Linked DNA regions of Macaca mulatta: region 2 is linked to region 1. The links are chromatin contacts, called in public Hi-C maps. All regions are on one chromosome and are shown on one strand. Each heading gives the region's core, a stretch centred on a gene start, on an enhancer-like site or on the middle of the called end of the contact. The rest is flanking DNA. Distances are from core to core; before and after follow the strand shown. Region 1 holds the start of ABCF3 (ATP binding cassette subfamily F member 3). Region 2 holds the start of ALG3 (ALG3 alpha-1,3- mannosyltransferase).

What was found. A called contact is a pair of places that touch in the nucleus more often than the background predicts.
Region 2: a Hi-C map of cortical neurons shows a contact between it and region 1, with 2.9 times the contacts expected there. The contact joins the promoter of ALG3 here to the promoter of ABCF3 in region 1. A contact is called at or near these places in 4 of 14 Hi-C or Micro-C datasets (cortical neurons, fetal cortex germinal zone, fetal cortical plate and 1 more).

The regions. Positions count from the first base shown.
Region 1 is chr2:96,319,776-96,323,891 of T2T-MMU8v2.0, reverse strand. It overlaps ABCF3 (ATP binding cassette subfamily F member 3), which reads right to left and starts at 1,913. Exons shown (of 22, transcript XM_077991879.1): 1 at 1,832-1,913; 2 at 1,458-1,605; 3 at 1,239-1,318; 4 at 670-716; 5 at 350-447; 6 at 128-250. It overlaps AP2M1 (adaptor related protein complex 2 subunit mu 1), which reads right to left. Exons shown (of 11, transcript NM_001260598.1): 11 at 4,036-4,116.
Region 2 is chr2:96,381,109-96,385,224 of T2T-MMU8v2.0, reverse strand. It overlaps ALG3 (ALG3 alpha-1,3- mannosyltransferase), which reads left to right and starts at 1,844. Exons shown (of 9, transcript XM_077991882.1): 1 at 1,844-2,170. EEF1AKMT4 (EEF1A lysine methyltransferase 4) reads right to left here and starts at 1,829. Exons shown (of 3, transcript XM_015131481.3): 1 at 1,505-1,829. The coding sequence starts at 1,700.

The DNA.
Region 1 (4,116 bases), core at 664-3,163:
GCTCTAGAAATAGGTGCACAGCAAGTTAAACAACAAACCTCACATTGTTTGTAGCCCCATTTCATCTCTCCAAATTCTCCTCTAATTAGAAAAAGAAAGCCAACCCCTGCCACCACTATCCCCTCACCTATCGCCAAAAGACACATCAAAGTTCTCAATTCGCACATCATAGGATTTGTTCTTGCCAGATGATTCCAACCGACTCTCCTTTCTGCTGCCTGCCTGGCTGGCTGATGCCTCTTCTAAGACTCTTTAAAGGGAGAAATGGACAGCTCTTAATGCTCCCCACCACCTTCTGTCCAGGCAAGAACTGCTCCGCTCTCTTCTGGGCCATGCTTCCCCCACTCACAGAGGGTTGCTGGTCTTGAGCGTGTCCTTCTCTGAGCGCTTCTCCTGCTTTGCCTTAAGTCGAGCCTCGGCCTTCTCCAACTTCTTTGCATTCACTGTCTAAGGGTCCAAACACATCTACTTCACTCTAGGGTGTAGGCTCAGAAAGGAACCCCAAGAGAGAACATCTCGAGTAAACCCTCTTAACTTACCCATGATGAACAGACTCAAAGGCTCAGGGAAAGACATAGTCAGAAATCCCCCAAAAAGATACTCCAATTAGACAGTCAACTCCCAACCCCATCACAGACACAGTCCCCTCCCTTGCTTCCTCCTCCTCACCGAGGACTGTTCCCTCTTTAGCAGTCCTGGAAGTTTGGTTCCACAGTCTGTAAGCGATAAGAAAAGCAGTCACCTTCTCCCTGAGGGAAGGGAAACTAACACTTTGAGTGACTAATATGAACCAAGCACAGACACAGACGTTTTCTATAAAGCCTTATAATCCTGCAGATAGATGGCTATTATCTTCCCTGCACTAAAACAAAACAAAACAAAAACAAACACACAAACAAAAAACTCACATAAAAGGATAAAGAGGCATAGACGAGGCTGGGGACAGATAACCAACTCTTACAAGATCATGCAGCTGGTAAGTTGCAAAATTGGGGGTGAAAGCAAGTCTGTCCAGCTCCAGGTTCTTATGCTTCCTACCATACCCAAGAGCTGGGAGAATCCTCCAACCTCCTCCCCATCCCCATCATGGGCTCTTTTGCCCTCTGTGAAGACATCAACTAGCTCTTACAACCCTGTCCTGTGGAAAAGACGTAGGAGCCCTAAGCTGCAGGGAGCAGATGGTTGGGGGCGCAGAAAAGGACAGGAGGGCAGTTAGTTCAACCTCCCCTGACTCTCACCGTAGTTCTCTGTTATCTTTGACAACTGGATGGGAGCGTCCAGTAGCACCTGGCTATTTCCCTGGCTCTGTGGCTCAGCCCTATGTGGGTAGGGATAGAAAGCGCAGTTAGGAGTTGAAGGAAAAGCTCTATGGCCATCAGATCTTCTTCCCCCACCTCTTGTCTCCGGACCGTTCGCCGCCCTTTCGCCCCCATCAACCCCTACTCCCTGGCACATACAGGCGCAGAGTGTTGTACATGCGCTGGCACACGGCCCTGATGCCCGCGTCATCCTTGCTGTCCCCGGACACCTCTTGCAATAGTTCCCCCACAGCTTCCACCAGGTCATCCACGGACTCGAAGTCCGCGCTGCCGCTGTGCAAGACGCCTGGGCAGGGCGTGGTAGAACGAGGAAGGTATCGGGTAGGGTGAACACACAAGCAGCTTCAGTCCCCAGACAGAGGCCCCAGTCCAGGCTCCAGACCCAACCGGCCCCCGGGACAAGAGGTCATGCAGAGGAGAGGCCTGGCAACAGTCCCAGGCACGACGCTCGTTTAGACTTTCCCCCAGCCTCCACTTCGGTCTCCCCAGCCGGCCGATTCAGTTCCGCTTACCCGTCACGTAGTCGAAGACTTGTCCGTCAATTTCGGGGAACTCGCTCCGCAGGATTTCGGCGCAAGTCGCCATGTTCCAGTCAGGAGCCCGTCCGCGCAGTCGCTGTGAGACCCCGGCCTAGGCCCGCCCCCCGCCCTGCCCCCGAAACTCGCCCTTCCTTGCAAGGCGCATGCGTAGCGGCGACGCAAGAAAGGAGCGGAGTGCGCGAAGCCCGGTGGGCGGGGCGAGCGGGGCCTTGAGGAGAGGCGCCGAGTCTGCGCCGGAGCAGCTCTCTCTGCGCGTGCGCGACACCTTTTCCGCTGAAAGATTACCCCCCTGTGCGGTTCTTGCTGCCTTCTGGGAGGTGGAGTTCCCGGAGCGAGCGGTGGGGTGGAGCTCAAGTTTTATCAGGGCCGCGAGGCACCGGTGGTCTGGCGGATGGGAGCCTCCCAAGAGGCAAGCGGCTGATAAAGTATTTTGGCTTTGCCAGGTTTTATGCGCTCCCTCGAGGCGCGTCTGCTGCTGCTGCTGCTGCTGCTGCTGCGCACCCAGCCAGGTCCATTTTGGAGCCCGCCCAGAGCTTTGCTGACTCACCCCGGTCCCTCTCAGAAGCCCCCTGCTCAGTGCTTTGCTTTCGCGGGTCCTCAGACCCTACGGCTCGTCAGCCTGGTTGCCAGCGCCACCCGCCTCCCCGCCGCGACTTGCCTCTTCACACTGTATAATTCAGCCGACCTTTGTGAATTAAGCCAATTCAGTTCTTCCACCACTCCAGGGCACGACCAAATCCACCGCCAAAGGGCAAGAAAACCAGGACAATGTGGCCTGTATAAATTATTCCCTACATACACCCAAAGCAGACTTCTCCGCACTCAGTAAATGCCAGTAAAAGGCTATTTCCTTTCACCGATTCCCTCAGGAAGTTAGGAATTTCCTCCAAAATGACGCTACTGCTTTACATTTAAATCGTAAATATTCCTCCGATGGTTCTCTAAAAGTGGCACCGAAAACTATATTACCCATTCACCCCTTTGGATTAAACACTGCCATCATGAGGAGTCAATCCGGATACTGAATCATTTTACAGGAAATACAGGTAAAGAGGAATATGTTAAGTGACTTCTTGGGGACAACAGGCAAACTACAGAACTCTGGTTTCTTCGACAAAATTGCAAGACCTGAAGGGAAACATCGATTTTTAAAATTTGAGAAGCATTAGCCAACCACAATGAACCTTGTCTGGAAAAATTTGGTAAGACACCTGGTTAGTGAACACAGATTGGATGTGATATTAAGGAACAGGTCACACATTGATCATAGTTGAAGTTCGGTGATGAGACATGGAGATGCATTTATATATATATATATATATATTTTTTTTTTTTTATTTGAGACAGAGTTTCACTCTTGTTGCCCAGGCTGGAATGCAATGGCGCGATCTTGGCTCACTGCAACCTCCACCTCCTGGGTTCAAGCCATTCTCCTGCCTCAGCCTCCCGAACAGCTGGGATTACAGACATGCACCACCATGCCCAACTCATTTTGTAATTTTAGTACAGACAGGGTTTCTCCATGTTGGTCAGGCTGGTCTTGAATTCCTGACCTCAGGTGATCCACCCACCTCGGCTACCAAAGCGCTGGGGTTACAGTGTGAGCCACCGCACCCAGTCCATTGTATTATTCTGCTTGCAAATCTTTCCTCCTACCACCCACTCAGCAAGATTTGGGAAGCATGGGTAAATGATGGAATTAAAAGGTCAATTTCTTAGGATGGCTATAAGACCAAACGTAAACTTCACTTAATCTATACCTAATCTAATTAGAAAACATCTGCCTAAGAATTAGAGAAAGAGCTGGGTGCTGTGGTGGCGCGTGCTTGTAATCCCAGCTACTCCAGAGGCTGAGGCAGCCTCTGGATCCTAGGCTAAAGATCTCTTGAGCCTAGGAGTCCGAGGACCAGGGGGAATAAAAAAGAGCTAGGGAAAGATCTACCCCCAGGGTACTGGGGCCTGCTGAGGCTGCTTGCCCTTGAGGCTTTCTTAGAGGAGCCAGAAAACCTGGGCCCAAAACCCACAAGGATAGGGGCTTGGATGGCCCAGGAGACGCCTAACTGGGACAAGACAAGGAAAGAGCTTTTAGAGTATTCAGAACAGAAAACTGCGGGGAGAGCAACACCAGTTCCCTCCCCACGTAGCTCCCACATCAACACTTAGCCAGCAACTCCACTCTACAGAGTTTATTGGGTTTATAACTGGACGAAGTCACACGTGTACAAAATGAAGCTCACACTATCCCAAAGCAGACTAGG
Region 2 (4,116 bases), core at 595-3,094, 61 kb before region 1:
TGATTTTTGTATTTTTAGTAGAGACAGGGTTTCACCATGTTGGCCAGGCTGATCTTGAACTCCTGACCTCAAATGATCCACCCGCCTTGGTCTCCCAAAGTGTTGTGATTACAAGCATAAGCCACCACTCTGACCTAAATTTTTTGTAGAGATGGGATCTCACTATGTTGCCCAGGCTGGTCTTGAGCTCCTGCACTCAAGTGATCCTTCCACCTTGGCCTCCCAAAGTGCTGGGATTACGAGCGTGAACCGTGAGCCCAGCCCACAGTCCAGGTTCTTTTTGTTTTATTTTGTTTTGTTTTTGAGATGGAGTTTTGCTCTTCTTGCCCAGGCTGGAGTGCAATGGCACGATCTTGGTTCACCACAACCTCCACCTCCCGGGTTCAAGTGATTCTCCTGCCTTAGCCTCCCAAGTAGCTGGGATTACAGGCATGTGCCACCACACCCGACTAATCTGTTGTATTTTTAGTAGAGATGGCATTTCTCTATGTTGGTCAGACTGATCTCGAACTCCCGACCTCAGGTGATCCGCCCGCCTTGGCCTCCCAAAGTGTTGGGATTACTGGCGTGAGCCACCGCGCCCAGTCTAGTTCTTAACCACTAAATTATACTTTTTTTCTATCCCTAGTAATGTTCTATTTCTCAAACTGAGTGGAATAGACACACACATTAGATTTGTTATTTATACCTTACATATGTACTATATTACATATATCTTTTATTTATTAAAGACGTCACTTAAACATACAAAAAGGCTTTTACAAAGAGCAAAGTAAAAACGACAATTGGAAGAAAACCTGTTGCTCATTCAAACTTTACTAGCGCCTCCAAGGTTGACAGTAGGAGAGAACCTCAAGAGGACAGCCGAACACCCCAGAGCCCTACCTTTCCTCCAGCACGTCTTCCCTTTGGGGAATCGCATCACCCTGGGCGGCAATCTCCCCTCCACCCTTAGAGGGTGCTGTTCTCACTCTCTAAGGCATAGGACCAAGTTTCAGATAGGACTCTCTCTAGATGACTCTGGCTCCCAGTGCCCAGGAGTAAAAAGAAAAGCACTGGGCATTATTCTCGAGGTGCCTGCGCGTGCCGCCTCCGATGTGAACTCGCAGTCCCATTTCTAGAACTGAATCTAAAGCTCAGAACCGGTTCATGACTTGTCCTAAGTTACAGAAGTCAATTAGCGATAGGACTTGAACTAGGTCCTCTGAGCAATTCGGTCCCCAAGGCTGCCTGCCTCCCGAGGGTCCGGACACGGTCTTCTTGGGTACCCCCCACGTTCAAACCCTGAGGGGGTGTCTTTCTCCCGAGGGCCCCGGGACCGACAATCTCTTACTCTATTTGCCTTGACTAAATACAGCCGGGACTCTGAAGGAGCTGGATCTCGCGTCCCAACTCAGGCGTCCTCCAAGAGGGTAGACAGGCGGGAGGAAAGCGGACCGGGCCAAGCCCGCGCGGCGCCGGTCCTGCCAGCTCTACCTGGCGGGGCCGCGCCGGGATTACCCACCTAACACAAGGATACGGTCCTCGGGCCGCAGCTCCGGCTCTAGGAGGGCACGGAAGGAGGAGAAGTCCCCGAACCAATCGTAGGGGGCAGAATCGGCTGCGCCTTGGTAGCGCTGATCCCAGTACTGGACTTCGCGGTACCCGCAGTTCCGCTCCGGTAACTCCGGCGGCGCTCTACCGGCCCCTGGAGAAGCCATGCTCTCAACCGCGGGGACTGCCAGAGCCGCCGGCCCTTCAGCCAATACGGACGGCAGGATGCAGAAGGCTGGGCCCTGGTGTCTCCGCCCACCACCTGCAGTTGCTCAACACAAACACGTGGAACTTCCGTCCTTTACTAAGCGCTCTTTGAACAATCCTCCGGCTGGGAAAACCATCGTCCAGACCCTGAATCCTCCGGCTGTATTGCCAACTCATTTCCTAGAGCTGCATTCATGGTGTCAGACTCACGTGGGCTCATCACTGCGTCCTCTCATATTTTCAATGTGAATTACTTTTATTAGGAAGTCTGAAAATCAGTGAAAGGTTCATTTTTCTCAGCATCCGGAAGGCTCTAAGCAGAGGCAGGAGGGGCGCGAACAGGGGCTTTGCCCTCCTGGAGAGACAGCATGAACACAGATGTTCCCAGCGTAAGCGAAGTAGAATGTTGGCTTCAGGGACTGTAGCGGAGGTAGGCAGGAATGTTGCTTTTCTGGACATTCGTTCTAAATTAGCGCCTGTGTACCTAGGGCTGGGTATAAACTGAGGAGTAAGACATTGTTCCTGCTCCTATGGAGCGTGGAGTGCATCAGAGGAGACAAATGTAGAGGAAAAATTACATTTTAGTGGAGTAAATGAAGACTGGCTACCCGGATCGGCGCTTAGCCTGGTGGGACGCCAGGCGCGGGAAGCGGAACCTAAGTGTCGAAGGTTCGGGTTTCCGCGGGTGGTGGGCCCACACAAGCGGTGCACCGTTAAGATGGCCGCTGGGCTGCGGAAACGCGGACGGTCCGGTTCCGCGGCCCAGGCAGCGGGACTCTGCAAGCAATGGCTGCAGCGCGCCTGGCAAGAGCGGCGCCTGCTGCTGCGGGAGCCGCGCTACACGCTGCTGGTGGCCGCCTGCCTCTGCCTGGCGGAGGTGGGCATCACCTTCTGGGTCATTCACAGGGTGGCATGTGAGTGCGCCGAGGGGGAGGGGAGGGGAGGGGAGGGAGGGAGACCTGAACCCGCGACCCAAACTGGATCTCAGACCTGGAACTCAAAACCAGACTCTGTATCCACTCACTCATCAATTGCAAACCCATACATATCCCTTACCTGAGCTCCAAGCCTGCTCTACAGAAACCGGATCTTAATCTGCCCGCATGGCAGAGGTGGATACCCTAGAGATTGGCCTTCTGCACTGAACTTACAGCCTGCGAACTAGCTTAGAAGTCAGATTTGAGCCAAAATTGTTGTATTGCTGCTGTTGCTGCTTTTCTCTGTGGCTTTGGACACCTCAGGTCTCCTCCTGAATCTCAGCTTTTTCCATGTATTCAGTTCTGTGATCTTTGAACGTCCCTTCTCAATGATGGCATTTTGTGACCACTTGAGTCCATTAGGCACTATTGGCTACTCTTTTCCAGGCTGAAACTATACTCTAGGCTTAAGGCACTTGACTTTCTTGCTAAAGACTCTTAATTCAACAAATATTTATTTAGTGCTTATTATATGCACTAAATATTTATTTAGTGCTTACTATATTACCAGAGAGAGGTACAGTGGTGAATAAGAGATGCATTTCTAACTCCGGTCTGGACAATAAGTTAGCAGGCAATGATAATGCATCGTATTCATCATGGTAGTAAGACAGAATGCCATAAAGGGCATAGGAAGTCACTTAAACCAGATTGGAGGAGTCAGCAAAGGCTTCATAGAGCCACCCTTGAAGGAAGGTAGGAACTAGCTAGTTAAGGAAAGAAGGAAAAGGTGAGGGGAAGGAGTGCTCTGGGCAGAGGATCCTCTATTAAAAATATCCAGTTAGGCCGGGTGCGGGAGCGCAGGCCTGTAATCCCAGCATTTTGGTAGGCCTAGGTGAGTGATCTCCTGAGGTCAGGAGTTTGAGACCAGCCTGGCCAACATGGTGAAACTCCATCTCTACTAAAAATATAAAAATTAGCCGGGGGTGGTGGCACATGCCTGTAATCCCAGCTACTCGGGAGGCTGAGACAGGAGAATCGCTTGAACCTGGGAGGCGGAGATTGCAATGAGCCAAGATTGTGCCACTGTACTCCAGCCTGGGTGACAGAGTGAGACTCCGTGTCAAAAAAAAAAAAAAAAAAAAAAACAGAAACTCTCTAGTTAGAGTGGGCACGGTGGCTCATGCCTGTAATCCCAGCACTTTGGGAGGCTGAGGTGGGCGGATCACTTGGGGCCAGGAGTTAAAAGACCAGCCTGGCTGGGCACGGTGGTTTACGCCTGTAATCCAAGCACTTTGGGAGCCCGAGGCGGGCGGATCACCTGAGGTCAGGAGTTCAAGACCAGCCTGGCCAACATGGTGAAACCCTGTGTCTACTAAAATAGAAAAATTAGCTGGGCATGATGGCAGGTGTCTGTAATCCCAGCTACTTGGGAGGCTGAGACGGAAGAATTGCTTGA